Linked DNA regions of Mus musculus: all the other regions are linked to region 2. A link is a contact called in public promoter capture Hi-C data. All regions are on one chromosome and are shown on one strand. The core of a region is the stretch at or near the end of the contact, and the rest is flanking DNA. Distances in the headings are between cores, read along the strand shown.

What was found. Promoter capture Hi-C pulls out the DNA fragments that hold promoters and counts their contacts.
Region 1: a promoter capture Hi-C map of second pharyngeal arch cranial neural crest shows a contact between it and region 2. The contact joins the promoter of Ppt1 here to the promoter of Exo5 in region 2. A contact is called at or near these places in 16 of 39 promoter capture datasets (the 3T3-L1 cell line, 3T3-L1-derived adipocytes, the C10 cell line and 11 more), 4 of 115 datasets of contacts at active chromatin or transcription factors (astrocytes, embryonic stem cells, large pre-B cells and 1 more) and 1 of 9 other capture datasets (embryonic stem cells).
Region 3: a contact with region 2 is called in a promoter capture Hi-C map of hippocampal neurons, with 4 times the contacts expected there. The contact joins the enhancer-like site here to the promoter of Exo5 in region 2. A contact is called at or near these places in 7 of 39 promoter capture datasets (the HPC-7 cell line, cranial neural crest, frontonasal cranial neural crest and 4 more), 1 of 484 Hi-C or Micro-C datasets (B cells) and 1 of 115 datasets of contacts at active chromatin or transcription factors (large pre-B cells).

What each region holds. Positions count from the first base shown.
Region 1 is chr4:122,834,908-122,837,607 of GRCm38.p6, reverse strand. It overlaps Ppt1 (palmitoyl-protein thioesterase 1), which reads right to left and starts at 1,381. Exons shown (of 9, transcript NM_008917.3): 1 at 1,229-1,381. The coding sequence starts at 1,352.
Region 2 is chr4:120,923,588-120,926,384 of GRCm38.p6, reverse strand. Exo5 (exonuclease 5) reads left to right here and starts at 1,380. Exons shown (of 2, transcript NM_028457.2): 1 at 1,380-1,874.
Region 3 is chr4:122,908,318-122,911,140 of GRCm38.p6, reverse strand. No RefSeq gene overlaps it. Among named protein-coding and RNA genes, the nearest start is that of Cap1, 24 kb to the right of the region's middle. Within about 2 kb of position 1,435, at least 30 of the 459 cell types and tissues checked have an H3K27ac peak or open chromatin away from gene starts, as enhancers often do. A contact at or near this core is called in hippocampal neurons, where this site is marked.

The DNA.
Region 1 (2,700 bases), core at 132-2,631, 1.9 Mb before region 2:
GCTGGGGAGTTACATTCCTAAACTAGCTCTTTACAGTTGCTAGCTAGCACAAAGGGCTTAGAACAGTTCTTTACAAATGTAAATTCTACCACCTCACAAGTTCCTAGTGAAATTCCAAGTCCTTACACTAATCTTAAAAGCCCCAGCATACTTGTCCACCCTCTTATTCCCTTGCTCCCGCTGCTCCTGCTACACTGCTCTGCATGCTAGTCTGCCAAGCTCAGGGCCTTTGCACCTGCTGCTCCTGTGACCACATGTCCCTATGGCATCTTCCCTCGTCCTCCTTTTTTTCTTCTCTTTTTTCCTTCTTTTATTTTTTTTATTGGATATTTTCTTTATTTACATTTAAATGTTTTCCCCTTTCCAGGTCTCCCCATCGGAACCCCCCTATCCAATCCCCCCTCCCCCTGACTCTATGAGGGTGTTCCCCACCCACCCACTCCTGTCTTCCCTCCCTGGCATTCCCCTACACTGGGGCATCGAACATTCTCAGGTTCAAGGGCCTCTCCTCCTACTGATGTCCAAGTCCATCCTCTGCCACATAGGCAGCTGGAGCCATGGGTCCCTCCATGTGTACTCTTTAGTTGGTGGTCCAATCCCTGGGAGCTCCGGGGGGGTGGGGCGGGAGGGAGGATCTGGCCAGTTGCTCCCTCCATGGTGCTGCATCCTCTTAAGCTCTACTCAGTTGTCACTCTTGGGTGAATCCCGTTTCCTGTTCTAACTTGCTCCGTAGAAGCACAAGCTCACACCTGAGGCTCTATCTTCTGTTTTCACTGCACTCCTGGCCATTTGACAAGTTTCCCGTATTTCCTTATAATACGTTTCCCCCACTGGACAGCAAGTTCCAGAAAGATGAGAATGCTTCATGCTCAGGTATAGCAGGTGCTCTGAGGTAACTGTATAAAGGACATGAAGGCCCCTGGTAGATCTCTATTCAGATGTGAAGGAATGAAAGCCTGAGTGTGCAGTCCAGCTCTGCAGGGGCAGGCTGGACTGACTGTGAGATACTGCAGGCTGATGCTACTGCTGCCAGGATTTTAACAAAGCATAAACCAAGCCGTGCACAATACTCACTGAGCACTCACTAAAGACACCTGGTTGTCGTCCCTTCCGTGCAGAGCAACAAATCCGAAAACCTTGGACTAGGCGGGTGCTGTGGAATCCCTATCGTCTTTCCAGATTTAAGAACCGAGGGGGGAAAAGGATGCCCCCGTCCACGCCCACTCACCCATCCCATGCCAGATCACCAGCGGTGGTGGTGAAGGTGGGTCCAGATGCCCCAGGGCCCAGGCGGCGCAGCACCAAGGCAGCAGAGCGGCAGCTAGCAGCCTCCGCGAACAGGACGACGCCATCTTAGCAATCACATGACCGCGGGGACTGTGGACCAAAGTAATTCCGGTGGCCACGCCCCCTGCCGGGCTCTGCATCCTGACAGAGACGTTTATTCATTGCTTAACACCCACCAGACTCTACTATATAAGGGCTTTCCATCTTTTAATTGATCTTATGCACTGCTCTCATTTTACACCCAAGGACGCCTAGGTGACAATTCCCCCTTCCCCCTACGGAACTTTGCCTTCTCTTTCAGCTGTGTATTAGCAGAAAAGAGCTGTTTATTCGCTAACAATTATGTCATTTGCACGTAATTTTAATTCTATGTGTGGGCGTTTCATATGTGTACGGCTCGCGTTCTACAGCGCATGTGTGGAGGCCAGAGAACCGCTTGCAGGAGCGGTCAGAGGGATTGAACTGAGGTCATCCATCAGGCTTGGCTGCAGGTGCTTTCCCCCTAGGAGACTGTTTTTATTTTAGCACATGTGTGAGAAATTAGGTAAGGTCCTCGGAGGCGGAGGCAGAAAACTCTTCAGCACAGTGCCATAGTACTTATAGCCCTTGGAAGAAAAGGCTCAGTGTCGGGACTGGGGAAGGGAGACTTGATTTTCATCCAGGGCAAGTTATATCATGGTGAGGTTTGGTTTGGATCGTAAAGCTAAGATGGGGTTTCAAAAGCTAAAGATGTAATTAGGGAGGAGGAAGTTTGGACTCCTGAAGAGGGAAAAAAGTATCTTATTAAAGATGTAATAAGACTTCCAGGCTGTCATGGACTCTCAGGTATTTCATGTACTAGGAAGATGGGAAACATAGCTACGTCCTATCCAAGCTCCACTCTGGTTTATTATAGCCCAGAGGCTCCTGTCTATGCTCCCACATCTTTTCTAGATTCCCTCAGTGCAGCCTCGGCACCTCAATGACAGTGTCAAACATTTTTTCCCCTAAAAAAGCATTAAAAATGTTTAAAGGAATCTGTTAAATAGGGTGTATTCACGGTACAGTGGGACTCTCTGACACCGGCTTTATAAAGGATGAAGTAGTCTTGTAGAGAGCGACATATGAAAAATCTAGAAGAATAACCGGTTGTGCACCCACATGAAACCCTTCTGTACCACCCCACTGAAACCAGCAGTTACTTAGTAATTGGAAAGCCAATTAAAATACAGGATTAGGATGCATTATACAGTGCACAGTCTGATAAGCGTTGGGCCAGCTAGATTGTTCAGCTGGATAAAACAATGGCCACTAAGCCATTCCTGATCCTTTCCTCTTGAGAACTATGATAGCTTGAGGTTAAAAAAAACAAGTTGTGCAAGCTGTCTTCTGAGCTCTATACACCGACAGTCACATGTCCCCATAGAGACTCAT
Region 2 (2,797 bases), core at 131-2,630:
TAACACTAGGTTCTAGTAGGATTAAGAGACTAGACTCAGCCACTCATCTTCAATATGCCCTTAATGAAAGAAAGGGGATTTATTCGATGAGGTCACTTTGGAAAGAGGAACAAACACAGAGGCCTAATGATTTCCAAGACTGTCTTTGGGGTTCTGACATGTGGTTTAGGTTTAAACAAAGCAAGAGGGATGTACAACTAAGCAGATCAAGGAACAGTCCTGTCCACAGTTGTCTCAGCTTGTGTCTTCTGCAGAGTGGTCTGACAAGCTGTAAGGATCCTATGAAGTCTCTTCCTGGGAGGTAAGTTCTCCTCTGAATGGTGGGTGGCGGGGGGGGGGGGGGGGGTGGGGGGGTGGGGGGGGGGGTTCTACTGCTTCCATACTGCCAAAGGGAGGGGCACAAGTGCTTCTCTTTTATCTTTGCTCCCACTGTGATTGAAGATAGTATTTCATGGGTTTTACTCCACATTTGGAAATTTCCTCTTTTTTTTTTTTTTTTTTTTCCTACGCAAGTTCCTTGTTTGGAATCTGTTCATCCTCCCCCTGATACAATACACTTTATAAAACCCTGATTCTGGTGAACCCCTTAAACTGGTGACTGAATTAACTAAATGAACCTAACAGCTAGGCTTTATCCTTCTGGACTTTAGACTCAAGTCTAGAGTCCCAGCGCTGAGATTTTTGGTGTGGGTCACCATAGATGCTGGGAAGTATTTTTCAAAGGCTCAGAGGTTAAGAGCACTAGCTGCTCTTACAGAGGACCTTAGTTTGTTTCTCTGTGCCCATGTGACTCAACCCTTCTGTAACTCTGAGGCCCTCTTCTGGCTCCCGAGGGCACCAAGAAGATATGAACCACAGACATGCATGCAGGGAAAACATTCATACACATAAAGGAAAAAACAAAACATTTTTTTTAATCTTTAAAAAGAATCTGGGCATAAGGGCACAATGGCTTGTAATTCCAGCACCGAAAAAGCAGAGGCAGGAGTAACCCAAATTGGAGGCCAATAAAAAGGATAAGAAATAAATAAAATAAAATAAGACACTGACAACTGCCAGCGTCTTTGAAGCTTGAGTTCATGATTGTTCACTAAGCTGGGAAAGCTGATGTCAGGTGCTAAGATCCGGATTCGGGCTCCAAGGGTGTCAGAGGCCAGCTGCACTGGGGACAGCGAGACGACCACCATGACCGTCCTCTCACCGGGCGGGCGTAAGAGAACGAGACGGTAACAGCCTGCACTAGGCACTGGTGGATAAGGAAATACAGCGGACTGCAGACGCCCACTCAGCCCCAGTGTCGCGAGAACCAGGGGCCTGGTGGGTGGGGAGGGGTGTGACATGAAAAGGGGCGGGCCTCCAACCGCCGCCGGGAATTCTGGGACAGGGGTGAAGAGCTAAGGGGCTGCCCCTTTCAGGCACGCCCCTCATTCGGGTTTTTGTTCTGTGCATTTTGGGCCCGCGATTGAGTCTTTGCGCTTGGGCACACCAGGGGGACTGGGGCTGGGGGCTGAGTGGAAAGCACACGCCTGCCTGCGTGGAAGGCCTGTAACGAGTCAGGACGCAGAGGATGAAGGCAGCAGCAGGCAGCCGGAAGCCATCAGCAAGGCAGGGCCTCCGACCTCAGGCTGCGGCTGGGAACCTGGAGAGCAGAACTTACCGCCTGGAGACCTTACCCTTGGAGAGGCCAGTGTTAGGAGGATTTATGACACGCAGCTGCCCTAGCAGTGTGACTCAAGTGGAAACACCATAATGTGAAGGAGTGGTCAGGTGAAGAGAACAGAAGTCCACATTCCATCATAGCAAGGTGCCTCCCCATCTCCCCTCGTTTTAATACATGCTCTTCCCTGTGAGGAGGGAAATCAACTAAGGCCCAGGTGAGTACGAGTTGCCTCTCTCCTGAACTTTTCAGAGCAAATAGATACATAGTAGACCCATCAATGCCTTTGGAAGGAAAGCCACATTTATTGTGTGTTAGTTAATATCTGTACTGTTTTAGCTCTGTGGGCATTGAAGGATTAGCTTACCAGTATACATTTTAAAGATGTGCCAGTCTCATCAGAGAATTTTTGAAATGTGCCCAAGATTATTCAAGAAACAAATAGCAGAACCGGGCGTGGTGGTGCACGCCTTTAATCCCAGCACTCAGGAGGCAGAGGCAGGCGGATTTCTGAGTTCGAGGCCAGCCTGGTCTAGAGTGAGTTCCAGGACAGCCAGGGCTACACAGAGAAACCCTGTCTCGAAAAACCAGAAAATAAAGAAAGAAAGAAACAAACAAACAAATAGCATACCAGCAAATTCTACTGGACGTTTCAAGATTAGATTCAAAATCTGTATCTTCAGGATCCCTAGACTCTTGATGCCGATCTGGTATTTTCTGAACATCTATCTCATTTAATTTTTCACCTAATAATTTTCAGCTTTATCTGTTTTAAAACTTTTAAAACATATATTCATATATAAAATATTTAATATGAATATTAGTAGATATTTCTATATCTTTAAGAAGTCAAGGGGGCTGGAGAGATGGCTCAGAGGTTAAGAGCACTGACTGCTCTTTTAGAGGTCCGGAGTTCAAATCCCAGCAACCACATGGTGGCTCACAACCATCTGTAATGAGATCTGATGCCCTCTTCTGGTGTGTCTGAAGACAGCTACAGTGTACTTATATATAATAAATAAATAAATAAATCTTTAAAAATAAAAAAAAAAAATAAAAAAAAAAAGAAGTCAAAAGTCTGCCAGGCAGTGGTGGTATAGCCTTTAATCTCAGCAGCTTGAGAATAAGTTCTAGGACAGC
Region 3 (2,823 bases), core at 186-2,685, 2.0 Mb before region 2:
AGGGTGGTAAGTATGAGAGAACAGATAGCAATGCTATTCCAACATCTGGAAATATTCTGGCGTATACTTCAGGTGGGAGGACACTACACAAGGGTGTGGATATCAGGCGGGTGGGAATCGTTACGAGCTACTTTGATGGCTGAGTTCCACAGCCCACCTGGCAAAACACTAAACCAAATAAGGTGCTGGCCAGCCAATGGCCAGATGGCATGGACTGGGGATGGGAGGACCGAATTATGCCAGGGTGAGGGGTTAGAGAGATACCCCAATAGCCAAGAGTGCTTGTTGCTCTTCCAGAGGATCTAAGTAAGGTTCCTAGCACCCACACGAGGGGGAGAAGGGAGCTTTGCAACCACTTGTAACTCCAGCTCCAAGGGATCTGCTGCCCTCTTCTGGCCTGTATAAGCACTGCACATATGATAACAATTCCCCTTCGCTGGTATCGTATAATTTCAACAAAACAAACAAGCAAACAAAAACATAAAACGAAAATAAAGTCAGGTGTGGTGGCACACGTGTTTAATTCCAGTAATCTGGAGACAGAATCAGGAGGATCTCTGTGAGTTCAAGGCCAGTCTGGTCTACATACAAAGTTCCAGGCCAGCCCCTACCTCCACCAAAAAGACCCCCCCCCCATCCTTCCCAGGTCAAAACAAAAGAAAACAAATCCAAACTCCGAACTAAACAACCAACCAACCAACCATATGAAACCTACACATATTAGGGGTAAGACTGACTGTAAGTGGGGAGCATACCGTTTCTTTTATGTATCATTTTTTTTTGTAGAAGTGTAAGTTACATATAATACTATGCATAAAGTTATATATATATATATTTACAAGGCAGTTAGCTCGGTGGTGGACATCATTAATCCCAGCACTTGGGAGACAGAGGCAGGTGTATCTCTGAGTTTGAGGCCAGCCTGGTTTATGGAGCGAGCTCCAAAACAGTCAGGGCCACACAGAGAAACCCTGTCTCGAGGTCCCCTACCACTCCCCAAAAAGGTAATTATCCCTCTCTCATCTTAGAATTATGTGTGTTGTGTATAGTGTGTGTGTGTGTGTGTGTGTGTGTTGGTTAAATTTGTTGTCTGTCCACAGATTTCTAAGGAGGAGGATCATGATGGAACCCAGGGTGTGTGGGGATCGGGGATGGAGGAGGATCATGACGGGACCCAGGGTGTGTGGGGGTTGGGGATGGATGCCATTGCTGGACACGGGTTGTGTCTTTTTGGAAGGAGCTGAGTGTGTCTTTTGTTTGCCTTTGAAATAATCATATTATGTTAGACAGAAGCATTTTAAAACTTGTATATGGTATTTTAAAACGTGGGAAGATGTTGCTTGGCAACCCGCAGTTGGAATGCGGAGGACATCTGTTGTTTTCCTCTATCAGCGTTCTATCTCTTTCTTTTGGAGAAGGCCCTTCCCACACTGCACACTGTCTCCGTGGGGCTGTCAGTCACGGTTCAAAGCCCCTCTTGTCAGAGGATGACATCCCATCACAACAAAGCCGATTGGGAGTGCTTCCTCTTGGGAAAAAAAAATAGTGGGAGACGAAAGGGCAAAAACCACGCGGAGCTGATTAACGCCAGGGTAGGTAGCGGTATTAAGAGATTTGTCTGTAATCTGCATATCTGGAACCAGCACGACCCTGTATATTTTAATATAACACTCGACTGCTCTGGTTGCAAGTTTTTCCGGATTGTACCGAGTCTATGAATCTTTCACGTTTTTTCTTTCAATAAATATTTTAAATTTTGACATAAGATCTTGCTAGCTAGCCCAAGTATGAAGGGATTAGAGGGCATGAGCCACCACGATCAGCTTTATGCCCCTTCTTAAATTTGTCAGAGCTGGTTCCTGTTACTGGTAGCCAGGGAACTCCTTTGACATTAGCTCAGCGGGGAGAATACCAAAGCAAAGAGGAGGGGGCAGAAGTGAGTGAAATTGCAATGATCAAGATTTTTCAATACACCTTCATTGGCAATTTTCTCCCCAGCATGCCTCCACAGTGTGCAAAGTTAGGAAAGCTTTCTGGGAAGATGCCAGGAGTTTCTGACACATTGAACTCAGAACTACTCCCTAAGGTGTGGCTTTATAAGATGGGTGCTACAGGCAGGCAAGAGGGCTCAAGTAAAAGCGTTTGCTCTGGAAGCCAGAGGGGCCTGAGTTTGATCCCTGGACTTAACCAGTGGTGGATTCCAGAAACTTGTCCTCTGGTCTCCACACATGCACAGTGGCACCAACATACTTCATACACACAGACACCGTAATAGCAATAGCATGCAGTATACAAACCTCTAGGAACTGTGGTTTGTGTGGACTGCGATGTGAACAGTGTCTTCCTGCTGTGTAGTATGGTCCCTGTGGCTCTCTCTCTCCTTGCCTTTTCAAGTCAGTCCTTTTGATGAATTTGTTCTTTGGTGCCTCCTCTGACCCTTGGATTTTTTTCTCAAGCATACAACTGAGCTTCTACATAAACAGTTAAAACCTAATCAAGCACAGATTGATTTTTTGTTGTTGTTGTTGTTGCTGCTGCTGTTTTGTTTTGGGAGCTTGTTGTTGTTGTTTTGTTTTTGAGACAAGGTCTTGTTATGTAGCCCTGGTTGGACTAGAACTCCATATGTAGACCAGGCTGGCCTCAAACTCACCTCTGCCTCCTTGTGTTGGGATTAAAGGAATATACCACCACATTGGTCAGACTGATTTCTTAAAAAAAGGAAACTATCAATTCAGATGAATATTTTTAGATTTATTATTTATTTTATGTACATGAATACACCATTGCTCTCTTCAGACACACCAGAAGAGAGAATCAGATGCC